Regions from separate parts of the Drosophila melanogaster genome. Here region 1 is linked to region 2. The links are chromatin contacts, called in public HiChIP or PLAC-seq maps. All regions are on one chromosome and are shown on one strand. Each heading gives the region's core, a stretch centred on a gene start, on an enhancer-like site or on the middle of the called end of the contact. The rest is flanking DNA. Distances are from core to core; before and after follow the strand shown. Region 1 holds the start of CG3655. Region 2 holds the start of CG14634.

Region 1 (6,753 bases), core at 1,130-3,629, 270 kb before region 2:
GTGACATTTTTTTAATTGAATAATTGTAGGCATCGTGCCAAGGGATTTCGCGTAGAGACGCATTCCTTTTCCACAGCCATTCCCGGGCTGGGCAATTACAGCAGGATGAGAGAGAGAGAGAGAGAGCTGGAAAATTCTAGGAAAAAACCAAAGTGATACTTGAGTAAAAGGATTCCGAGTTAAACACCAGGCTTTTATTTACTGCAATTGAATTGGCTGCCCGAAATAAAATACAACTACATGCGATGTGCGGAACAGCTTTAATTTTCTCAGCCCCGAGTTCCCTTGGGATAATGGTCAGTTTGCTTCTTCCAGCTCTTTTCAGATTAAGTCCCCTTTGCTGCCTGAAATTGGCAGACATTAATGGGTTAATTTGCATTAATATATTCAATTGGATGGCTCTGCCACCGGGGAAAAGCTTGGTGTTCCAGCAATGTCCTTTTGTTTTCCGCATTTTTGCTTTTGTTTTTGTTTTGCATGTTTGCGTGGCACTTGTTGTTCTTTTTACACTGTTTAATTCGATTTGCCAGCGCATTGCAATTTAATTTATTTTTCAGCCAGCCAACGAAAGTCCTGCTGCCACTTTTCGATCCGAAATGCATAATTGCATTTTAAGCGCTCACAAACAAAGACACTGCAGCACCCATTCCCATTTCGCCCCTCGAATTTCCACGCGATTTTGCCCACGTTTCCCCTCATTTTCCACCGCAAGTCAACTGAAGCTGAAATCATCATTAAAGTAATTATAACTGTCAATGAAGGGCTTGCAAAGTGCAGATAAGGATTAATAGGAAAGCGAGAGCGAGAGCGAGAGCGAGAGCGAAAAAGCGACATCCTCATAAAGGTAATTGCCGGCATAATGATCTTTCTAAATTTTCACCTGGCCAAAAGCAAAGGACCCAGGCTGTGTAGGGCTCACTTGCCTGAGGCTTTGGCGCTCATCCAGTGACTAACTGGCAAATATTATTGACATTTTGGGCTCCACTTAACGTGGGACATGCGAGAGGGAAATCAACATTAATATGTTGAAATATGTTCTTTGGATCTGATGACTGATCGGGAAAGTGAATTAAAGTGAAACGAAAGTTGGCGAGCAAAACATTTAGTGGCTAACAAGCGATTGGCAAATATAGAGTATAGATGGTACATATGTACATACGTTCAAGCATATATCGAAACTTGCTTCCAAAACGTTGATGCTCGACATTGCGCACTTTTGCTTTACACACTTGAGGCTGCTCAAGTGAAGAGCAGGTCAAACAAAAACGCAACAAAGAACTCCATACGCAAAACGAAGCTATTGGCGGTTGGCCAGGTTGACCTTGACCTTGGGGGGCAGCAGTTGGTGCTGGGGCCTCCCCTCGAAGGTCGGCGAACAGTGTTGTAGTCTCGTTTCAGCCGCATTCAAATTTAACAGCCAATTGGGATGCAATGCGCGCTTAATTACACAACATTTATGGAAACCAGTACGCGTAGTGTTTCAAAGTCAAGTGCAAAAGGCGAAGAGAAGGAGAGAATATTCAATCCGCATATTATATACCCTCAAAGTTGTAGAAACACTATATATCGTGTATATTGACGCATCGGTTTGGTGATTACGGTGTAATTTAATCATTGCGTTCACTTGGATCGAGAATGAACATCAAATGAAAAATACTTTTGCTTAAAAAAAAAAATGATCAAACTAATTAAAATTCTCGCTACGCACTCGAAGCTAGCGCCATCCCGCTCGCACCCCCATTCTGAAGTCATATCCATTATAGGCATGTTCATATATCGAACTATTTGTTTTCGATTTGTTGCATTGTGCCTTGGCCAATAATTAATAGCTGTGGCCAAAATCAAATGTTAACTTAACATACATAGATTCCCAGAGCAGCGAACATGTTCGTCGCCTCGCGACTCCCGACCACTCCGCACTAACCAAACTGTTGCGCTTGAAACCGGCCGCTACGCCTGCGCACGCGTCTGCCGTTGCGACGAGCAACAACAAGGCGCTTGGAGCAGAGTGATGGCACGACGGCTATCGAACTCCTGGCTATCTGTCGCTTTTCAAGCTGTCATAACACTGGTTGCTCTGCAAACTACAGATGATACGGATTACAGATGATATGGCTGCTTATTTTATACAAAGCGGTTCATCTGGCAGCAAAATCTCTTTTGTTACAAAAATATATAGACAAAGTATAAACTCGATTTTTCTCTCGATATGATTATTTCCTAGCGCCAAGGTGTTCGATTGGACAACACCATCGGGTTGCTTGCCCAGCAAAAGTCGGCAAACACACGACTTCGAACATGTTGCCAAGTTCGAACGCGTTCGATGTTCGACTGCAGCGGCAGAAAACCGGTGCCGTCACAACGAAAAACACGTCTGGCTTCAGTCGACAAAATTTTTTAATGCGCGCGGTTGTGCGTCGCTCCGTGGCTGAAATTTGCGATTTACGATTCGGGACTTGCGATTGTGCTGACCATTTGCCAGTATTTGATTCTCGATTTGTGGTGATTGTACCCGCCGGAATATTTGATGACCGCGAAAATGCAGGAGTTTTGAAACTAGTGGCTCGCCCCAAGGACAAAGAGGATAGAAGGATAGAAGCTAGCAAAAGGAGGCTCCGTTTTCACGTGCTTATTATCGCTCTCTCTTTCGAGCGCGCTCGTGTGTTGGTGAATGTTTATAATCATTTTTTATCTCGACGATCAATCGTTTGATACGAGAAGAAACCCAGAAGGGAATAATTTAAGTGCCGCTTTTTGTTGTAATACCGAAGTCAATACATTTTTTTCGAGTGGATGGATGTGTGCTGTTTGAATTTTGGAAAATACAACAACTAGAGAAAGAGAGGAGAGGCGAATAAGAAAGAAGAAATAATAAATAGCAAGTTGAAAGAAATTGAAAAAAAAACCGGATTCCCAGCAGAAACAACAACTAAAGAGCAGCATCAAAAGAGAAGAAAAGGAAGAAGCAGCAGCACAGGCTTCCAGTATTCCATATCTTCTTGTTGTTGCGCACACGCACCAGAAGAGAGGAGGATCGACCAGGCAGCTGTTCTCTGGCTCTCTGGAAAGTGGTCAAAGGAGAAGGAGGAGGTAAGTCAAATAAGTGAAATGTTCTCTCTTTGGCCTTCCGTTTGCGTGGGTGCGAGCGAGATGGCGCAGGCGCAGCCGTTTTCCAATTGTTGAATGCTTTTTATGTTTTACGAGAGAAAGGAACCCTTTTGTTATTGCACACAGTGTAAAAAAGGAAATGCGAAAGAGAATCGTATCGATTCCTTGTAAAATTGTTATTAATTCATTTGAAATTACACCCAAGAAAGAGGAGGGCTAGAAATGTAGTACACGGGCCTTGCACGCCTCTACTAATTCCACTTCTGATCGCATTTCACACTTGCTCTCTCTCTTGTCCGTTCTTTCCTTTTCAAAAGTAAAATCGAAAGTTGCAGAACATAGAAATAGTTAATTGTCATCCTCAGTTCAGTTTTCTACTTTTCCCATGGTGCTCCACTGATCCATTTGTTGGCGATTTGAGGAAAAAGCGTTTGGGAAGGGGCGCAAAAAGTCATTTCCAATAGTTGGTGACCGACCATTCAGACTGACATAATGAGCTATAAAGAAAAGAACGATGAACGAGGCGGAGAAGGAGGAAAATGAACGGGGGCCATGCGCATATCTTTCTAGGTATGTATGTAAATATGCTGGGCGCCATGAAAAATAAATAAAAATGCGGTTGGCATTGCACTTTGCTCGGTCGAGCAACGGCAGGAAAGCTGCCTTTCGCTCTCGATTCTGCTCGGTTTTATTTTTCTTTATTTAAGACTGTACCAACTACTATTTTATTATATTTTATTCTTTCCGCTTGCCGGGGGAACATGAGCACTTAACACGAGACACTAATTTTTTGGGGAAATATGTAAATACCTCCTCAAGCTTGTTTATTTCGTATTTAACTATATTTTGGCTTACTCCCACGAAAGTTCCTCGTAGGTCGCAGACGATTAATAAGGAATATTTTTGCTCTTTAATCAATAGACAAATTCTTTTATTTGGTGTATTAAAAGTAAAATGTATTTGTCACGAGTTTTACTCGATTCAATAAAATTAGTTCGATAGACAATTATGCTGAAATATCGATATTAGTGAGCTGCCTCGTTTAATGCCGTTAATTGAATTAGCACCCGCACTTAGGCACACACATAAACACCTTCTCACTCACTGAATAACAACAACTCGCCGGCAGCAACAACAAATTGGATTAATGCAAACGAATCGAATCGCCGAACAGGAAAGACCAAAAAAGAAAAAATGTGTAAAAGCTACAAAATGGTAAAACGATGGTTTTTAATACAAACAAATAGCTAAACACCGCACCAAAAAGCACAATCACTAATGCAAAATGAATCTTTCATAATCGACCTGGTCAAAAGACAGAGGCAGATACAGTGCAAGAGAGATAGCAAGAGGTGGAGAGGGAGATGGGGCGAACACGACATGATAATAACGGTTCCACAAATTTAGTTGCTACTTTTTTTTGTGGCTCAGCTCTGCTTTGTTTCGTTTCGTTTTGCTTTTGGGCGTCCTTTCACTATGCCATCTTCATCGACTTCAGTTTTTTCCCATTTTCGCATTTCGCAACCAGCGTTCGATATTTTGATTAGAACTCTGGTTGGACACCTCTCAGGTTGATGATATCCATCCCACCTCCATAAACATTTTCCTCCTTCCCGCTCTTTCATCCAATGGGTTTTTTTCTCGTTTTGAACAATATTTGCTCTTTGGCTTAACCATTCGTTTTGTTATGTTTCGTTTCATTTCTTTTTTTTCCCGATGACCGATGACAGGGTTGTCATCATTATCTGTGCTTGGTCAAATCATTTCAAATGGGGAAGTTATGGAATCAGAATGTATTAATACTTATATAAACAGTAACACGAATATTGTCCGTTTCATGTGATGCAGTATTTACTTACGCAATGTCATTGTTTAAAATCCAACACCATCCATTATGTGATGTGGAAGGCACAAGAAATATTTTGCCAAGTAATGGCAAACATTTAATATGCTAGTTATTATTCGAGCCAAATTGAATGAGTGTGCTAGCCCAATTTCTCTGTGCTTTCCAATCACTCAGTCCATTCTTTTCATAGATGTTGCAAGTGAGTCGCCTCAAATTACGCGGATCTGCGAAATTGTAGCCCAAATGCAAATTAATTATGCGGATATGACATGGAGCCCTCCATTCGACGTCCAAAAAAGTCACGAACCTCTGCCGCTGAAATGCGAGATATTTGAATCAAATGGGGGGTACAGTGGAGCTCATTAACAACAGCTGCCGCCACCGTTAACTACGCATATTGGATATCAAAGAAGAAATCCAAAAAATCATTCGACATGTTTTTTGCCCTTACAAAGACATCAATCTAAAATTGGCAGGGACCGAAGGGCTGGAAAATAATCAAATCAAATCAAATCAAAAATACATCAAAGTTTGTTTTTTTATTTTTGTTTAATTAGTCGATCGGCGGGCGTGTGTGTAAAAATGTACTTATTTGCCAGCGGAGAGAGTAAGTAGATCCCGGGGCACCGCGAAATTTGCACTTTCCCCTCGTTAAGGCTTCCATATTCGACTAATGAAATGATGAAATCGCATTCACGTCTCCACTGAATGAAAGGGAATACGAAAGGCAAAAATCCGAATCCGGAGCTGCACTTAAATCTTCTCGCTCTTGATTAATTGGGCAATCCGTGAACTGTTAATTTGCCGCAGTTTACGTTCATATTCAACTGCAAACAATGGATTAATCAATCGGAGGTTAGCTTAGCACTAGCGATTACTTTTCTTTGTTTTTATAAGTAATTACTTAAGAAGAGAACAAGTAACCATCGGAATAAAAATGTTATTTAGGAATTAAGGACACATCATTTAGACGTCAGCTTTAGATTTGTATTATTAGCTTAATTTTAACCGATATTGATATATCTGGGAAATCTTTTTTTACAAACCACAAATTTCTACCATTAAAGTGCTATCGGAATAATCGGTACATTTCAACAATCGTCGAATTCGTCAAGTCTTTGGCTGCCTTCTGCTCGCTCTGTTCCCATTATTGCAATTCTATATATAAAATGGTAGCGGATCCGCAGCTCCTTCTCACATCGTGCCACACGAAATGCTTGCCTCTAGTTAATTTTCGCCGTTTCTGATTTTTTAGGCTTCTTGTTTTATTTTGGCTTTTTTCTTGAAGAAGTCGGAGAACGAAGAAGCAGCAACGGCGGCTAAATATAAAATTATTTGAAGCCAAGAGGCTGACGAGGGGCCAAAAAGAGGGAAATGAGAAATAAAACCATGCAATGCCAGACAATTGTGGCATGACCAAAGTAAGCAAGAAAAATCGCTGTGTCGACTGCATCGACAATCAGATACCCGTTAGTTATTTAATTAATTAAATATATTTAAATTTAACACTTATTTCAACTATAACATTTTTGTTCGCTATGCAGACAACTTTTGAACCTGCAATCTCAATCCTTGTGACTCTAGACTCCGTGATCGCGACGTTTATACGGACGGACAGCCAGACGGATGGACGGACATGGTTAGATCGATTCGCCTTGTATTTGTATTGACGTATTATGACTAGGGTACATGCTCTTTTCAACAAAGGCAATATACCCGTTCAACCTACGATTAACCGGTATAAAGAGTGAAGCACAGGGAAGCACAATAAAATTTCACAAAACTGAAACATCCGAATA
Region 2 (6,985 bases), core at 4,087-6,586:
GAGAAGGCGGCGAGTGCGAGGAAGAACAGCTTGCCACACGTAGCAGCAAATCAAAATCTTGAATTTATTCCACATACGAAGCGCATGAATTTCAAATTACTGTGGGAACACCCACCTACGTCTACAGGAACACTGACCCAGCTAGCGCATACCGCTAACTTTAACCTCCTGCCTCTTTCGTGGACGTGTGCAACACGTTGTGTGGCAGCCATATCGCACAGGGTGCTGCTTCTACTGCTGCCACTCGTTTTCCATTCCCATCTTGCCCAGGATAATGACTGCACTGTGGTCGTGCCTCAAAATGTTTGAAGCCCTCCACCTTTTAGTCTTATTTTTCACGAGTCTGAGCCTGAGTCTTAGTATAAGTGTAAAGCAGGAGTTATGGAACTCTTTCAGGGGCAGGAAGTCCAGAACCAAAGTGTAGTATCGAACATGAAAAAACAAAGATAGCGAGAGAACGGGCCAATGAACGGCTCATTTGAAATTCATGCGGCCACTCACTGGGTGCATAAAGCAATCAAATCAACCACATAACACCAACACCACAAACTCACTCGCACATATACTTGGGGATTTTCATGCTCTCCTCGGAGGATTTCCCCTCTTGCCCGTTTCGACTTTTCCTGCTTTTTTCTTCGCCTTGTAGCATTTCTGTCGGTTTCATACACGTTTCATTCGTGTAAATAATAAATAAGCTAAGCTGACTTTTGTGGCGTGCAAAACGTTTTGCTCGTCCTTCGCGCACCTCCAGAAGCCGGAGGATGTGTTGGCCCAAAGAGACCAGGCGAGGCTATCGATTCCAAATCTCAACCGAAGTCAAATATGACAAGCCTAAACAAAAGCGAAAGTTTGCCACTTGCTCAACCCTTTGCCAGTTGTTCACCCCCGGCTTTGCCTTCATTTGGAACCCTCCATCCATGATTTATGCATGACCCGGAGGCGCTCGACCCAAGTTGGGGTGTTGTGCCGTGGGGGGGGGGGGGGGGGGCGGAAGGGATAAAATGGACAGGGGCTGGGGGTTGATCAAAGCTGATTCATGCTTGCATGCGAATTGTCCATGCTGGATTCAATGGGGATGACCTGGAAGTGGGTTAACCAGCATTGCTTTGCATGGATTTCTTTTTTTTTTTTTACCCATAATAAGTTGAACGTAAGTTCTCCTTGTGATGTATTTGCAGTTGATGCTAACCCAATTAAAGAACTTGCCACTTTTAACGGGGACCGTGGCGAATATAATCAGTTGCATGTCCAAATTCCCACGAATCCTTTGTCCGTGTCAAACCAATTAGTTAGTGCAACTAATAAAATAAGAACTAAAGAGAGCAGGATTCTGCTTTGGTCAGCTGGGTGGAGAATTGAGTAAATTGGAGTGGAAAGGGCAGCAGAACCTGCACACAGCAATTTGACTTTTCCATCAATTATTTAGACACAGCAGCGAAAATAATGATGATGACGGAGGAGGGGAAGGCGATGGTCCTGATGGCGATGCAGATGCACGTTGGGGTAGCCGGTTTGGAGGGGAAAAACGTGGTGGGTAAAACAACCGCTTCAACTATTGGCAGCTAATTAATTGAATTCTGTTCGATAACGTGTTGCAACTTTTCCCCGCCGAAAAGAAGGGCGAAAATGTGGGGTCAAGTTGCGTAACAAGTTTGGCGCATAAAGTCATTAAAGTTTTCTGATTCGATTTGGCGTCTTATCCCTCTCATCCGTTTCCCATTTTTTAATTCCTGCGCGCAAAACTTTCTAAGCTCCCGAATTAATGACGCCCCAACCAAACGATGTTATCGAAAAAGGGGTTGCAAAACTTTGGCCATAATAATATTGATAACCTCGTTATATCTGGAATAGGACGAGCTCCGTAGGCATTACGATTCGATTCCTCCGATTGGTTGCAGAAACCACTTGGAAATCGAATACTCAGCGGAAAACATTTAAAACACTGTCTCCTGTTTGCGGGCTGCGCTGCCCTATTTCCCGAATTTCCCTTAAATGTATGTTGAGCCAGCGAAAATTCCTCGCATAAAGGGGATTGGCAAACGTTTTGTTTAACGGATGTGGGCCTTGTGCCACTCTTATCAGTCAAAAAACATTCACACTTACACCGTTACTCTCTCACTTAAAGCGAGCTATAGAAGATGCATAAATCCCGGCCAAGAACTTTAAACGGGCAATGTTGAAACGGGAAAGCGCCATAAACATGTGGGAAATGCATTCTTTATTATTTGCTAATTGTGTTGCTTTCAAAGGAACTATACATTTACGCACTTACGTGCGTTTTTGAAATTGTTCATTTTACTGATGATGTGAGCCAAGTAAATTGGTTTTGAGTTATGTTTGATTGCATTAAAGGGGCAGGGGGTGAGGATACGTGGTGCTGTCACTACAGCTTAAGTTCGCCCCTTGCTTCATCCTGTGCTCCATTAATTTAGCAACAGAAAGAGAGAAGCAACGCACACAATCCTGCTTCATCCCCTGTTGATCCCCTTTTCAGTCAGTCCCTGCCACGCCCATTTGATTGGTCACGTGCCCTGCACGCCCCTGTCCCTCTCTCCTTCCGGCTTTTGGCTTCAATTCGTTGTGATTGCTTTGTATCGATTACAAAATGCATTACAACATTTGCCACATGATAAATAACACTCTGCAAACGGGTAGCACTGTTTCGGTGGGCGGTGGTTTGGGTCGTGGGCGTGGTCGCACCTGAAATTAATGCTCGCGATACAGCAAGAGGAGCAGTCAAAGGAGCAGTTTTTTTAATCAATTACAATCTATGAATCATAATAATTACAATCTGTTACAATAAGATTTGGTCCACTCCATCCAGAATGTCTCTAGATTAGCTATTTCTGAGTTTCGTATGATTCCCGTATTTGAGAGATGCCAGCCATGAGTTTGCTGTCTATCTACCCCTGCTGGTTATTGTTCCTTTTGACTTTATGCACTGCAGGTCCAATTACCTTTAATGGCTCTTCTTTGCTTTGATATGCGCAGATCTGGTTCAGTGCGACCGTGCGACATTTATAAAATGTGAAACGCAAAAACGCAACTACCCCACCGAGGAGCTCGCTTAACCCCAAGGGGACGTTGCAAGGACATTTTCCCGCACTTCCATGTCTCGCCCCCTCCATTGCTGTTCCTCGAAGGAAATAAAATGCAATTGCGTGATTATTGAACGATTTGTATCAATTCACAAAGGCAACGGTTTGGGGCGGGCGAAAAACTGCCGTTGCCCTCAAATGTTTATTTATGCATTTCACTTGCTTATGTTATTACAAGTCTTCACGGGGTAGTGCGGACTAGTGGAATGATTGTTGATATCAGTATCCGTCCAAATGTACGAGTATGTACATGTCCCTGTTCACCCCCGTCAACCTGCCTTCCCGAATTCGAACTTGTGGGAAGTACAAACCTCCCGGGACGATTGCAGCTCAAGACATTTGTCGCAACGTGCGAAAACTTTTGCCGTACAAAAGTGTCGCTTCCCCCTTTCATAAGCTTGTTAGCTTGTGAAGTTTATTAAAGTGGCATAAAAGTGTCATTGGCGTCTAATGGCCAACGATTAGCTGGAAACGAATCCAATCCCAGATCTCCCGGAATTACTCGAAAACTGAGCTCAATCCGCACCGAACGGACCGAATCTCAATATCTCTGTCGAGAATGTCTTAATTGAAAGAAGGCAATAACTTAAAGAGTCGAATGCCATTTCTCGTGCATTTGAGCAGTTCTTCTGTTTCAATTTCTGAAAACTGTAAACGAGCTCACGCTTTTGTGCAAATGGAACAGGATTGTAGATGCATTTGTAAAACTGCAAAACTGCGTTGGGGTTATCTTATTATGGAAATTGTTTTGCATTAACTTGAATTCCTACAAGCTCTAGCACATGCTCTCCTTCACACTGCAACTTATCGATACTAAACATGCCTTCTTTAATGGGTCGAGAAGAAAAGTTTTCCCGCTCGTCTTGGGGGAAAACTTATTGAAAAGTCATAAAAAGCATAAAATACAAAAATGGCTTGTGGTGTGGAGCAGCCAAGAGTCTAAACCACCGACATGAACTGGAAGAGCCACGAAATTGTTTTTCCCCATTCGCTCCACCGCCCTTTTTGTAAATCATTTAACACGCTCTCGATTTTTATTTTAATGACATCTTGGCAAAGTTACCCCTAATGGCTTAGGTTGAAGCACTTTGCCAAGGACATAATGTGGAGCCTGCAGACGTATTCGGGTCCTTAAACTCCCGCCCGAAGGCTGTGCAAATTTGTTCGCAGGCGTCACAGGCTGCTCCTGGACTGCATATCCTGGAAGCTAGCTCTCTTCTGCTGTGTGTCCTGTGCGTCCTGTGTGTTAATGATCATCATGAATATTCTGGCATTTGTTTGTTTGCTTGCGCCAGTTTGCTTAGCCAAAATGTTAATATACGCCCAGCCCAAACAGAATTTAACCCTGCGGCACTCGTACGGGAAAACGGCAAAGAGGTCCTGCTAAATATTTGATTAACTTTCCTATGTTCAGTGTGTGTGCGAAATCAACTTAATTAAAGTTAAACAAGCAGCTAATCAAATTTTTATTACACAGTCTTAACCACAAGAATCCTTTACCTCTGTCTCCCGCAAAACGTGGAGTAATTTCATTTTAAAAATGCATACTCCAACAGGGGCTACGTGCGACTCGCGGAGGCGAAAAAGAATTGTCTTCTTGTGCTTTTGGTTTTTGTGGCCAGAGAAAAGAAATAATAGGTACACTCTTTGTGAGAACTAAAAACAGAGTCGGTAGTTTCATTAAATATAAGAGTTTTTGACAAACATCTTTGTAAGTCGTACATTTATGTAGTGCAGCGATACGCTAATCAATTCTGCTAAGATACTATGGATTAGTAATCCTCGATGGAGTCCCTTTTGGGCCACCAGACTTCGCCGTCCCAGGAGCTCAAGGTGCTAGACGTGACTATTCGGTGGGGCAGTGACACTGAACTGGGGCTCATGCTGGGTAGCGATGGCTGGCTGATGGTCACCTGGTTGAAGTAGCCTGGCTCCGTGGATATCACGTTCCCCAGGACGTCCGGCTGGTGCTGCACTTGCCGCTGCTTTCCATTCTTTTGGCAAGGCTTCGATGAGGAGCAGCCGCAGCAGCCAAGTGGGAAGAGAAAGCACATATTTCTGTGGCTAGAAATAATAAGTAGAAGTGCCGAAGATGGGGGAATGTGCCAGGCTGATTTCGTCAGCAGTCAATAAAAGAATTTCCAGGCCAAAGTCAAGTTACCCATCACCTGATGGTTTAGTTCCCACCTGTTAGGGCCCTTTTATTTATGTTGTGCCGCCCGCAGCTTTTAGCTGAAAGGAGAGCTTCCCACTGAGGCAGTGCAACCCAGAGCTGTCTGCTTTTATAGCCGGCGGGTTTGTTGTGGGTACAGTTGTGTTCCCCGGAATCGGACTAGACTGGTGCCCCCCAACAATTGTTTTCGGAGACTCCCATTATGCAAAATGGTGTCACTTATGTTAATTTCACAAATGCCCCGCACTCCAATCAGTATATAGTGCACGCTATCAGGACTATCGGGTTTCGGCGGTTGGAGGGGAGGGAAAAACGGCAGCCGACGACTACCTATTGTATTACCAATTTGCGAATGCAAATCAGGCGCAGAGCGCGGGTTTCACACCAGTTTCGTATTGAATTTAAAGAGTGAGCCATGCGACACTCACATCAAAGCCGATGATGGTGGCTGTGAAAGACGAGATGGACGTGTAGCGAGGAGATCTTCGATGCCAATGCCAGCGCAATGCCATAAGCCATCCAGCACCTGCTTCGGCTGAAGGTGTTCATTTGAACGGATGCTGAACTTCTGCGAAGGGAGGTGGCAAGCGGAGACCCCGCAATGGGACACTCCACGGTCTGCATTTAGAAAAAAAATTCGCTGATCCTCAAGGCACTGCGCTTGGGCTAAAAGACCAACAGCATGTTCTACGGTCTCCAGAAGTCCAGAGAACCTTCTATATGGCCAGCTCCTCAGATGAGAGGGTGAGTTTTCTATGGTCTGCTGGGGTCTGTTTGCTTATCCGACTTGGCAAAAATGCTGCGACCAGCGTCCTCCGTCTCTAACAACTTCAATTTCAATTAGCAGTGCATACTTTCCAAGGGTCGACGACCAAAAAGTTTCTGCACTAATGAGTTTTGTAATTATACGAAAGTTGAAACTGAATACAAAAGCCGAAAAGAACAACCCCATCCCCTTTACTTTGCTTTACATTTATACTTTTATGAATGATTTACGTGGGCAAAGTATTTGTACGGCGATAACAACCCACAGGATGCGGGGTAATTGGTGAAATTGGTGAAAGTGCCGAAAGGGAAAGCAGTTGCCATGATGTCACACAAGTCACAGCGGATTTCCTGTTTAATTCACTTCATTCTAAGTGAAGCGATACACATGTTTCTCTTGACTTAAGCCAAATAAATTTAATGTACACAAAATCCCGTGAAAAAAGTTGCGAATCTCTAATATCAAGAGTACAGCCTTTTCAATCTAAATGTTTACTCTACTCACTTTTCCGCATTTCCCCGAATTCGCGAATATGGCAAACTGGAAAAATATCAATGTCATTTGCAGGCCCATAACGGAAAAACGCAGAGTAAGGCTAAAAGGGGAAAATAAACCAGAAAAACGTACGGAAGGGGGGGGGGGGGTTGGGGTGAACTGACTGGCATTGTTACTCGTGTAATTCTAAAAGTGATGTGTCTGTTCTGGTGGGAGTTTCGTTCCCATGGCCCTGGATTTCTAGGACTGTGCATTGGGGCTCGTCCTTCTCACATGGTCAACCCCATCATTGCGGTTTCAGAACTGTATATTTCGAAGTTCCCATTTGCAGTGTTCGTTTATCTGCGCATGTGTGTGTGTGTGTTTGGGGTGCTTATGGAGATGGGACTTGTTCCGACTTGAGATGAACGAAAAAACGTGATCTTTTCCGGAAGCTCGGAAAGAGTTTGCCCA

What was found. HiChIP or PLAC-seq counts read pairs in DNA pulled down with a chosen protein or histone mark.
Region 1: a contact with region 2 is called in a Psq HiChIP or PLAC-seq map of the Kc167 cell line, with 5 times the contacts expected there. The contact joins the promoter of CG3655 here to the promoter of CG14634 in region 2.

The regions. Positions count from the first base shown.
Region 1 is chrX:1,130,522-1,137,274 of dm6, reverse strand. CG3655 reads left to right here and starts at 2,379. Exons shown (of 5, transcript NM_001103392.2): 1 at 2,379-3,090.
Region 2 is chrX:860,959-867,943 of dm6, reverse strand. CG14634 reads right to left here and starts at 5,336. Exons shown (of 2, transcript NM_001042790.2): 1 at 5,286-5,336; 2 at 4,744-5,208. The coding sequence starts at 5,152. The coding sequence ends at 4,871. The region is part of intron 3 of CG43867; the gene reads left to right.